3 separate regions of the Hordeum vulgare genome follow, and all the other regions are linked to region 3. A link is a contact called in public Hi-C data. All regions are on one chromosome and are shown on one strand. The core of a region is the stretch at or near the end of the contact, and the rest is flanking DNA. Distances in the headings are between cores, read along the strand shown. Region 1 has its middle 150 kb from the start of LOC123411038. Region 2 holds the start of LOC123437262 (N-terminal acetyltransferase B complex auxiliary subunit NAA25). Region 3 holds the start of LOC123437194.

The links. Hi-C and Micro-C count contacts between places; a contact is called where the count stands out from the background.
Region 1: a contact with region 3 is called in a Hi-C map of leaf, with 6 times the contacts expected there. The contact joins the enhancer-like site here to the promoter of LOC123437194 in region 3. A contact is called at or near these places in 4 of 6 Hi-C or Micro-C datasets (leaf and seedling) and 1 of 1 datasets of contacts at active chromatin or transcription factors (embryo).
Region 2: a contact with region 3 is called in a Hi-C map of leaf, with 3 times the contacts expected there. The contact joins the promoter of LOC123437262 here to the promoter of LOC123437194 in region 3. A contact is called at or near these places in 4 of 6 Hi-C or Micro-C datasets (leaf and seedling).

The regions. Positions count from the first base shown.
Region 1 is chr1H:361,379,232-361,382,680 of MorexV3_pseudomolecules_assembly, forward strand. No RefSeq gene overlaps it. Among protein-coding and RNA genes, the nearest start is that of LOC123411038, 150 kb to the left of the region's middle. Within about 2 kb of position 1,325, at least 2 of the 3 cell types and tissues checked have open chromatin away from gene starts, as enhancers often do. A contact at or near this core is called in leaf, where this site is marked.
Region 2 is chr1H:361,774,294-361,778,125 of MorexV3_pseudomolecules_assembly, forward strand. LOC123437262 (N-terminal acetyltransferase B complex auxiliary subunit NAA25) reads right to left here and starts at 2,149. Exons shown (of 19, transcript XM_045115697.1): 1 at 1,861-2,149; 2 at 557-713; 3 at 351-469; 4 at 187-261. The coding sequence starts at 2,007.
Region 3 is chr1H:360,828,551-360,832,067 of MorexV3_pseudomolecules_assembly, forward strand. It overlaps LOC123437194, which reads right to left and starts at 1,883. Exons shown (of 23, transcript XM_045115691.1): 1 at 1,299-1,883; 2 at 1,139-1,189; 3 at 929-1,029; 4 at 685-775. The coding sequence starts at 1,835.

The DNA of each region.
Region 1 (3,449 bases), core at 75-2,574, 550 kb after region 3:
GTACATTTTATTAAAAGGCAAAGATTTTAAGGAAAATGAAGTACACTTTTTTAAAATTCATGAACATTTTTAAATTATCAACATTTTCAGAAATGGTTAATAAAATATGAACAAGTTTTCAATTTGTGATAAATTTTAGAAAAAGAGAATTTCTTTAAAAAGAACATTTTTCGGAAAATCATGCACTTTTTGAATAGGATAACAATTTTTGAAACACGACCATTTTTGAAAAAACGAACATATTTTGAAAGCAAGGACATGTTTTGTAATTCCTGATTGTTTTTTGAAGCGTGAATATTCACATATAAATTGTGATCAAATTTTGAACATGAGAACAATTTTTAAAAATCAGTTTTTTTTTTAAATGTCAAACAAAAAAAGGAAATAAGGTGAAGGGAAAAAATGAAAACAAAAACAATAACATTTTTCCGATGAGGTAACATGCGGACAAATGGTTGTGCGAGGTAAAACAGGCCGACAACGCGACACAGCACGATGCAGTGGCAAAGCTATGCGGAAATCTAAGGCTGGCCATAATGGGAACAACTAAGATAATATCATATACTTGGGACTAGCAAACATGCTGATGTGGCAGATAATTAAAAAAGAAAAAGAAGATTAAAGTAACATAAATAGATACCATAACATGTTAAATGTTATGCTATTATGTGTCATGCATGTCAATAAATAAAGTCATCTATAATACTACTTTATGATACTATATACTATGAAGGTAATATCATACAATAGTATCATATGCATGATACTATTATATGATACTCTTCACTATGACCAGCCTAAAAGAAAAAGAACTACACAAAATGACATGCAATGATGTCAAGAAAGAATCTTATGAAATGACGCGTATCATTGATGGAGATAGGATTAATGCTCAAGGGTTCCCTCACTGCCACAACTCCCCAAAACACCGTACCTTGCAATCTTCACTCTTGATTTCAAAGACTATTCCATCGACGACGAGACGTGTGCGGTGATTTTGTAATTCTCAAGATGATATGTTGGTTTAATTTTTTTAAGATGTCCATAAAATGAAATATGCGTGTATGTGTTTATAAAAATAAATGTATGCACATGTATATAAACGATTGCGTCTGTACTGTGTTAAAAAAAACTTCAAAGATTATGCACGTAATAACCAGTTGTGTGGATTGTGGTCCACGGTAAAAACACTATCGGTCCATCATACTATTATTACGAGCGGAAAAGCCGTGATGCGACGTGACACGGAACAGTAAAGGAAGGAATATAGCCCGGTAAACATCACAGGGCTTTCGTTTCGCTTGTCCCTTTGCGTCCGTCCCGTACGCCGTCGCCCACAAACCGAATGAATTCGAAGCTGCGTGAGCGTGACCTCTTCGGGGATGAGAACAGATCGGGGAAGACGACGACCGTGGCAGCAGCGGCCAGCGAGAGGGATCCGAGGCCGGACGCGAAGCTTTGCGCTCGATCGGCCGGCCGGCCGGCCGGGGGCCCAGAAAGGCGCTGCTGTCGCCTCGCGGCCTCGCGCGCCCGATGGCTCGACGGGAGGCTTCGCTTTCGCTTTCGCCTTCGCCTCAGGCGTTGCATGATTCCGTCCCCACGATAAATAGTCGACGACGCTCCTTGTTTGTCTCCTTGATTGATGACGAACGACAACGCTTCTTTGATTCTTTCTTTGGATCCATGCATGCGTGCAATGCAACGTTTTCCTTAACACGTTGCTCACTACGTCCGTTTAGCCGTTCGTTTTGGTTCAGATGGTAGCAGCTTCTTCTCGCAACGCTCCAGCCGACCAGTGCAGTGGATCTCGATGCGGCAAAATTGACAAATCTGATCCCATTTGATCCTTGGGTTGAAAAAACTCGTAAACTGAACCCTTTTCGAAAAAAATCCGTCGAGCTGACCTTTTTGTATGGCACTCCACGCGTAAACGTCACACTACACCGTATGACGTCTAAGTCGTTGGCGTCACACCCCCATCCACGCTGGCACTGCAGGCTCCACCCCCGACAGTGTGACGCCTAAGGCTCAGGCGTTGCACACGCTACAGTGTGGCGTCGAGCTCTTAGGCGCCACACCTTGAGTTATCCAGCCATGGGCCGGCCCCCTTGCCCACCTCCTCCCCACTCGTTTTCCCCAACAAAGAGCAGCAGCGGCTGCTTCATCTCCTCATCTCAATCCCCTCTTTCAAATCCTTTAGATCTATTGATTTCTTGTGTGGTTTTATCCTCCAAATTGGTCTAGAAAGTAATTTCTTTCGTTTTCCATCTTTCTATTCAAATAATATTGCAAATTTTCAGATTTGTATTAGTTTGTTTGAGAGCCATGTTTTGACTGGATTTAAAATATAAATGAGGAGTTAGTGGTATTTTATGAATCCTAGATGAGTAGATTTGGTATATGACTATTCCTATGAATAGATGGTGTGGATTTATGAGGAAATGAGTACATGACTATTTTTTTTTGAAGATGAGTAGATTCCCATGAGTATTTTTTAGTAATATGTAGAAGAGTGGATGAGTAGATGACAATTCCTATATGTAGATGAGTACATGACTATTTCTATATGAGTATGATGAGTAGATGAATATTCCTATTCCTATAGATGAGTAGATTCATATTCCTATATGATAGATGAATATATATGAGAAGTTAGTTGATTTTTTTTATGATATGTAGGATGGTGTGGCTTTTGAATGATGCCTATGACGTCGAACACCGGGCCTACTTGATGTCGGAGAAGCGGATGGTAAGTACAACATATTATTATCTTCAAAAATCATGTATTTATTTAAGAAGATCAAACTGTAATCATATCACTCCTCTATGTTTGCAGAAGCTTACGCCCTTGAAGATTCGGTCTCACGGGGCATCGACTCTCATGTCGTACGATGAGCGGTTCACACCATACATCGAGATGGCAGGACTCCTTCCATTCATTGAGCTTGTGAGCCGGTCAACGCCCAACGTGAACGTTGCAGCAATCACTGCACTTAGTGATCGATGGAGGCGGGGGACCCATAGTTTTCACCTCCGGACCAGAGGAGATGATAGTGACATTTCAAGATGTTTTCATTATCACCGCACTTTCGATCGAGGGGAAGCCTCTTTGTATGAGCACTGATTCTGAGGGATGGCGGCAGAAAATGGAGGCCCTTATTGGTATGTCACCTCCACAGCCGGAGGTAGAAGATGGAGGGAAGAAATATAGAGTACCGGCTGGCGCTCCTTTCACTTGGATTGCAACGAACTTTAATCATTGTCCCGAGGACGCCAATGATGATGTGATCCAGACTTATGCTCGCGTGTACATGTGGTATGTTATCTCTAGGACTATATTCGCTGATGGTAGTGGCAAGAATGCTCAATGGATGTGGCTGAAGGCGTTGACGATTTTCGACAACAAGTTCAGCTGGGGGTCGACCGCATTGGCCTACTTGTATCGGCAG
Region 2 (3,832 bases), core at 899-3,398, 950 kb after region 3:
ACAACCATCACTCCATCAGCGTATCCATAAATCCATAGGAGTCCTGACAATGCATTTGTTTTCATGTACAGATTTCTTAATTTCCAGTGAGCAAGAAAATGATAGTGTGCCAATACAGTTGCTTCCACTAAATTGTCAATGCAGAACTTGTAACTCTACTAACTCATGGATGTATGATGAACCTACCTGCAGTTGAATACTGCAAACAGCCCAAAGCAAAAACCTTTCTTCTCCTACAGTTTTGTACATTCTAAGTGCTGTCTGCAAAACATAAAAAGCTCTGAGGATCAAGAATTGAACAAGGAAACACAAATCATTCAAATTGGGCAACTAGCAAAATACCATCATACCTGTTGTTGCTTCACATATGAGTACTCTCTGACGTAGCAATTAAAGAGCCCCATCATTAATTCCAAGTTATTAGGGTATTTTGTACAAGCATACTCATAGCATGAAGTTGCAAGGTCCACTAGCAGAAATATAATCAGTCACATGATATAATTTAGAAAAATAGTGACATTAAACAGATAAGGCAAACAGTGAAGTATGAACATACATCTCTCAAGCCTTTGAAACACTATCTGTAGTGTGCTAAGGGTGAGATCGTCAAAATGGAAAATGTTATTCGAGTACAATAGCTCCTTGGCATTCAAACAGACAGTCAGTGCTTCATCAGGCTTTCCCATCCTTTCCAAAGTAAGAGCCTTGAGAGCCTGAAATTAGATAATTAAACAGTGTCATTTAATTGCATTCTAAATACAGCCAACATAAAGCCATTAGTTCTGATCAAAACTGAGTTGATCATGTTGACTAAAAACGGTGGCTCTGTTACAAGATCTTCAACAGATAGAAAGGAATACATCAAGGTCGTGCTACGGTCACACAAAACAAATATAGCATGTAGGATTTTCAAGCTCTAGACTGATTTGAGACAGCTCTATAGACAATACGTTCCTAAATGTCTAAGGAAGAGCTTAGTATCCTAACTTTAATAGCATTAAGTCATAAAGTACAGATAGTGTCTATTCTTAAGTTTCTGAACTAATTGATTTGCTACCACAGCTCAAGAGTTAGCATCTTGCCACCTGCAGGAACTAAGGCATTGGCTTCGCTTCTGGGGCTAAGCTTGAGAAAAGCGAACAGAAGAGTTTAAACTAAATGACATGCTAGTTGATACTTATGAGTAAGCAAGTATTCATCTGGAATAGGACCCCCTATAGTTCTCTTAACAAAATATCTTGGTCCCCTACCTCTCAAGCTTCAACATGAGTTCCATCAGTCCACAATACTCAATTACTTCTATGTATCACATCATTCCCACCATATCCTCTCCCCTCCCATCCGACTTGATACGCAGCAATCTAGCAAACTTTTGCCAGGGAGAGGAATTGGGTGCCTTCAAATAAATCCACTGTGAATTAGACGACTCAGCTTAATGGGAGAGGCTTCAGAATGCCAGTAGTTCCCCCGCGTTAGTCTGAGCAGTCTGTTTCCTAGGATTGCCACAAGCTCTTACTGCCACACCACTCAATAAGAAGCCTCCTATTGAATTTATGCACCCAGTCATAGTCAAAAAAAAATGCACCCAGCTAGTCATAGGTGGCCTAAGAGTCTTTAAATCGGTACCAACAGCTCAAGCAAGTTATTATGAGCTAGAACTAGCAGGCAATTCAGCACAATGCACCACAAGCCATCTAGCTTCTATCGATGCAGCTGGTCCGTCGATCCGTTTGATTAGAAAACACAGGACGCTCCAAATATAAGCATCGAAACAAACCACACCCATTTTCCAAGCCAGATTCACCAGTCCACGACGGGAACTAGAGAAAAATGGAGATGAGGAGGACCGAGGGAACTCACGAGGGCGTAGGGTGAGGTGGGGTGCTTGGCGAGGAGCGAGGTGCAGAGCTTGAGCGCGGCCTTGTACTGTCGCGAGTCGACGGCGTCCCAGATCGGCCGCACCCGCCGCTCCGGGATTCCGCCGGCGAGCCCGAACTTGCTGGCCATGTCAGCGGGCCCTCACGATCTAGGGTTAGGGTTTTGAGCGGCGGGGGTGTAGCGGGTGAGAGCGGGAGGAGGAAGAAGGGGAGAACCGCGGAGGCACAGCGCGGAAGGGTTTATCGAGTCGGGGTGTGACGGCGGCGCGGCTCGTGCGCAGGGGGCAGGGCGACCCGAGTGGCCACGTCCGAGGAAGGAACGTGGCCAGGGTCCGGACCGTCGATGGCAGGATGGGCGGCGTAGGTTCGTCTGCCGTGTGAGACTGAGCAGCGAGGAGATGCCGTAACCCTACCAAGGAGGTTGCCGAGTTCTGGGCCGTTGGATTCCTGGTGAGCGGCGTAGATCGACGGAGAGAGAAAACGGTGTCTAGGCCTTGCACCAGAACCGGCAAAACGGCAGAACCGGATGAGGTGACGAGATGGTGGTCGGACTTTTGGTGCCGTTTGGCCCCACATGACGGCAGAGACGAAAGTGATAGAAAAGACATGTTCATTTTCTACTTGCGGGTGACTTTTGTTAATTTATTTGTATCACGATTGCCCTTAAAAAAGGACCGCTGCTACAGCCGGGTTATAAACCGTCGGATACATTCTTTTAGGCCGTTGGATGAGTCAACATGATCCCGTTCTAGATATCATCTTGCTTCGTTCTCCACTGGCCACAACAAACCGAGCGCTCGTGTCATCGTTGAAAATATCACCAGATTCTCAATCGGATTGGAGCTCCCTTGCTAGGATCGTGAATCGTAGAATCATAACTATCAGGATCATAGAAACTTAGATTCTACGAGCAAAATCGTAGAATCGAAGGGGCTAATTTGGATCGTAATATCGTAAGATTCTAAGACTTGAATCGCGATTCTGACAATTTTTCACCGCCCCGGCTCGTAGTTGCCGCTCCGTCGTCGGCAATATTCATGGTCTCAACACCTTGAGCGTTGTGTTGCATCGCAGCTCCGCCGATGGTGAGATCCGTGGGTCGCAACACTCCGCATGCTATATTGCAACTCCGCCACTGGGTAGATCCATGATCGCAACACCTCACGGTGTTTCATTGCAGATCCTCATCGAGGAGTTCCGCAGGTCGCATCACCTCGGGTGATGCATTGCATCCCCGCCACCGGCGAGTTCTGCCGGTTGCAGCACCTTGGGTTACATTGCAAGCCACAGCAGCCCCAACGTCATCGAGTTCCGCTAGTCGCAGCACCTCGGGTGTTGCATTGCAGCCTCATCGCCGGCAGGTTTCGCAGGTCGGAGCACCTCATGTGTTACAATGCATCTCCATCGTCGACAAGCACCCCCATTGCATTTCAGCTTCGCCGCCGGCGAGATATGTGTTATGCGCCGTCGCTCATAGCACCCGATGTCGTCGTCATCACAAGGGCAACCGCGTCCCCACCTCACCGCACCGAGCATGCCCCTGTAGCATCGACTGCAACATCGGTGTTAGCTCAAGTCGCAGTAGAGCCGGCACTCACGCAGGCGGTCATGCCCCCCTTGCCCCCGGTTGGTCACCGCCCCTCGCAGCATTGGGAGCCGTCCGCTCGCAACGAATACAACAATTTCCAACAACGGTGGTGTAGAGGGTGTTGCAGGGACATGGTGGCAGCAAACGCACGGGCGGTGACCATAAAGGCTTTGCAGTGTCCATGGATACGATGGACACTGCAAAGCTTTTCTGCCTATGGTCAAATGTCGAGTAGAGGAGACAAACAACATGGAGGCGAAGCGAAGGCTGAGGCCGGCGTTGCTGCCATGGACCATTAAATGGACTAGATTCGACTATTGTCGTCAGCATAAAAGCTAAACATTGAAGTATATGACCTGAATAGGAA
Region 3 (3,517 bases), core at 633-3,132:
ATATTCATGTTCTCATGCATTTGCAAGCAACTAACAAACTGAGCAGATGTCAGTGCTCAGTGTTTCACTACAGAGGCATGGCCAACAAGGAGTTTGTGCAATGTGATGATTGACATAAATTAATGGAAAATCCTGGATAACATCAACCTAACACACTCCTACAGAACTCTAACAGCCTTTTTGTGAATTGAACTAGAAGTTGCCAACAAGACATAGTTATATCTCATGTTATAGTTTAGCAGTTGCCAGAATGTAACCATAAAACCATCTACCTCAACTACGTTAAGTAAATACTCCTGCAAATACTCTTTAGGTCCTATTAGCCAAGGTTAGCTCCAAGCTTGGGTGGTCTTTTCAGAACTCAGAAAGGGGGTCTGTGTACAATTAGTCAGCACTCGGCGCCATGGATAGTTAATGTTCATTCAGAAAGAGATGTGCAGAAGATAAATGACTTGTTCCTATAAACATTTTAGTATTTTACATAACTGGGAAGCTATGTACTCCCTTCATCCCAAAATGAGACACTTATTTTGGGATGGAGGGAGTATGACATAGAGCGGAGGTGCAGTACCATGTAATTAAGCTTTCAACATTCATAGTTCTTACTGTAGCACACTACGATTGCACATAGCAAAAGCTATATAAAAGGATAAACAGAAGTGTGCAGAAAGAATATTTACATGCCTCGAAGTTTGAGGAAACAGTTGGAATAGAAGCCAGGCTAGTCTTTAGGGTGTCTGAATCAGTGGAGGAAATCGATGTTTTTGTAGCGTCCCTGTAAATTTGGGGGAATGTATCAATCAAATGGCATTGCTCGCACACAGGTGGGTGCACACACGAGGGCGTAAATAGTAGTGCCCATGCACATAATGTATGTAAACTAGAGATGAAGGCAGGCAATTAAGCATATATTTGAAATGGGCCACACCTTTCGTTTATAAGGCTGAGGATTGGATAAAATGGGCCAGCAAGCAGAGCCAGGAAACGAACACTGCTCTCTGGGGTGTCTGTGATGCTATTAAGGTCAGCCTGCAGAATGATAAGCAGACAGTCAGCCCGTTGAAGTGGACAATGTGAGAGCATGGGGGAAACAGCAAATTGCTGCTAGCTTATAGCCTAGGAGCAAGACCAATTTTACCTCAATCTGGGGCAGAAATGGTGGTAGCCTGCTTGCAATGTCTTTGAGCAGCTAGATTTAATTTGCAAAAATACAATTCATTCAGCAGGGTGGAGATACGTTAGCAAGACAAGAACCAGAAATAGAGCAAGTAGAACACACATGTATATAGCAGAGCTACCTGGAGGTGCATATTGTGCGACGAATGAGATTGTTTCTGCGAAGAAGATATTTGTGGTAACAAGTGGCTGACAAGAGGTTGGAATTCAGGTTCCAGGCCAGGTACAGGGATTCCGGTGAGCTGGATGAAGTAGATGGCAATGGGGCTTCCGCGCAGACAAGAGATGCGGACGTAGCGGCAGGGGGTGTGGTTGGCCGGGTACACCATGTCGCGCTTGGGAGCTTCGCCGCGCGGGCGGACCTTGACGAAGGCCTCGGGCTTGTAGCGCAGCCCGGCGGTGACCTCCCATTCGAGGACGGACTTGTTGTAGATGCGGATGTGGGAGACGAGACACGGCTCGTTGAGCTCGAGGAGGATCCACTCCTTGGTGTTGGTGGCGGTGGACCAGTGGGAGCGGAGGTCGGGCTCCAGCACGTTGGCGGCCTTCTGCCCCGACGACTCGCGGGAACACGCCTTCACCCGGAAACCCAGAGGCACGCCGCCGTCGCTCCACTCCTCCCCCCTACCCTCCCTCTCCCTCTCCGGCGCCGCCTCCATACCTTCCCTAGTTCCCTTGTCCGTGGCCGCGATTGGCTACTCTACTCTGTAGAAGCAACACACCGAGGGGGGAGGTTGAAGACGACGGGATGGGGGTATTCGCTGGGCTAAGATCGGGCCTTTGACGGCCCATTAAGCGCTACCAAACTTGTGTGACATTGTTTAGAGCAACTCCAATAGCTACTTTAATTCTAAAAAAAGATCTTCAATAGCTACTGTGAAAACTTTCAGTAAAAGTTGTCTTACTGGATGATCGTACTCCTTTCGTTTTTATTTACTTCAAATATTAGCTTCGTAAATTTGGTTTTATAGACAAAAATATTAACATGTATAATAATAAATCAATACCATTAAATTCATTATTAAATGTACTTTCACATAATATGGACCTTTCTATGGTAAATATTTATATTATTTTCTATAGATTTGGTCAAAGTTTATGAAGTTTTTGACTTCAGTCAACTCTAATATGTGGAGTAAACAAAAATAGTTGAAGTATAATTTAGGGAAAGTTGTCTAACACCTATTTTTCTCAGTTCCTGTAAAAAATCTCATTAATATTTTTTTCTTGTTTTTTCGAAACAGCATTGGGCCCGCAAGTCAGTGGCACGACACTGAGAGGCATGGTGATGGTGGTTGGAGCAGTGAGGGGTACAAAGGAGGCACGAAACAACATGACAGTGTGGTGGTGCAACCTGGAGGTCGGCCTCGCGATGAAACATATCTCAAATATTTTGAGGAAGATCATCTAACGTATATGGGTCACACAACTTAGAATCAGCAGCAATCTTGACATTCTCCGTGTTCACAGAGTTTAACATTTTGATCAGCAAGTATGAGCAACCTCTGCTCTGATACCATTTGATGGAGTACGAGCCGACGAGATGCCAATCCATGTGAGTTGCGGACGGATCTTTCACAGTACTAGCAAAATCGTTGATGAGAACTTTCGATAAAGCAAATATAAGATAAAGAAAACTTATGTCTAGTAGATCAGATCAACTCTATGCGTAGCAGTAACAAAAAATTCACACGTCATCAATGAACACTATATTAGGTATCCCGAATATGGGATCTTTCTAGATTTTTTGCTCAACTCACGCAAATAAAATTTGGCCTCTAAAACAGCCATAGATGGCCTTTTTACAAATGGTGGATTTTATTTGTTTAGAATGAAATATCAAGAGGATACAAAACATTATAAGCATATATCTGACCTCTGCATAGTTAGAGCATCTCTAGCACACCCCGTATAATGCGGACCCGCAAAAGCCGTTTACAGTTCGCGAAAAATGGGTTTTGCGGGCCGACGCGAGTGCGGAGAGAGACAGACACCCCAAAACGGGCCCATATAAAAACATATTTGCAGAAGATGCTACTATGCGGGTCTTCAATGCGGGGTTTGCTCGGGCGCCACCCTGTCGATCCGCAAACCGAATACCCCGTAAATCAGAATTACTCATCATGTGCAAAATAAGCAGAATGTCAATATTACAAATGCAGTAATCATCCAAAGTACAATAATTATTCAAATCACCATAGCAAACTAAATGAATGTCACACATGAATACAAAACTTGTCTCGTACACAAATCACAAATGAATGAAATGAAAATGAATGGATAAATGGATGGAAAAATGGAATGTTACTATTCCCCATCCCTTTGCCAATGGTGCTCAATG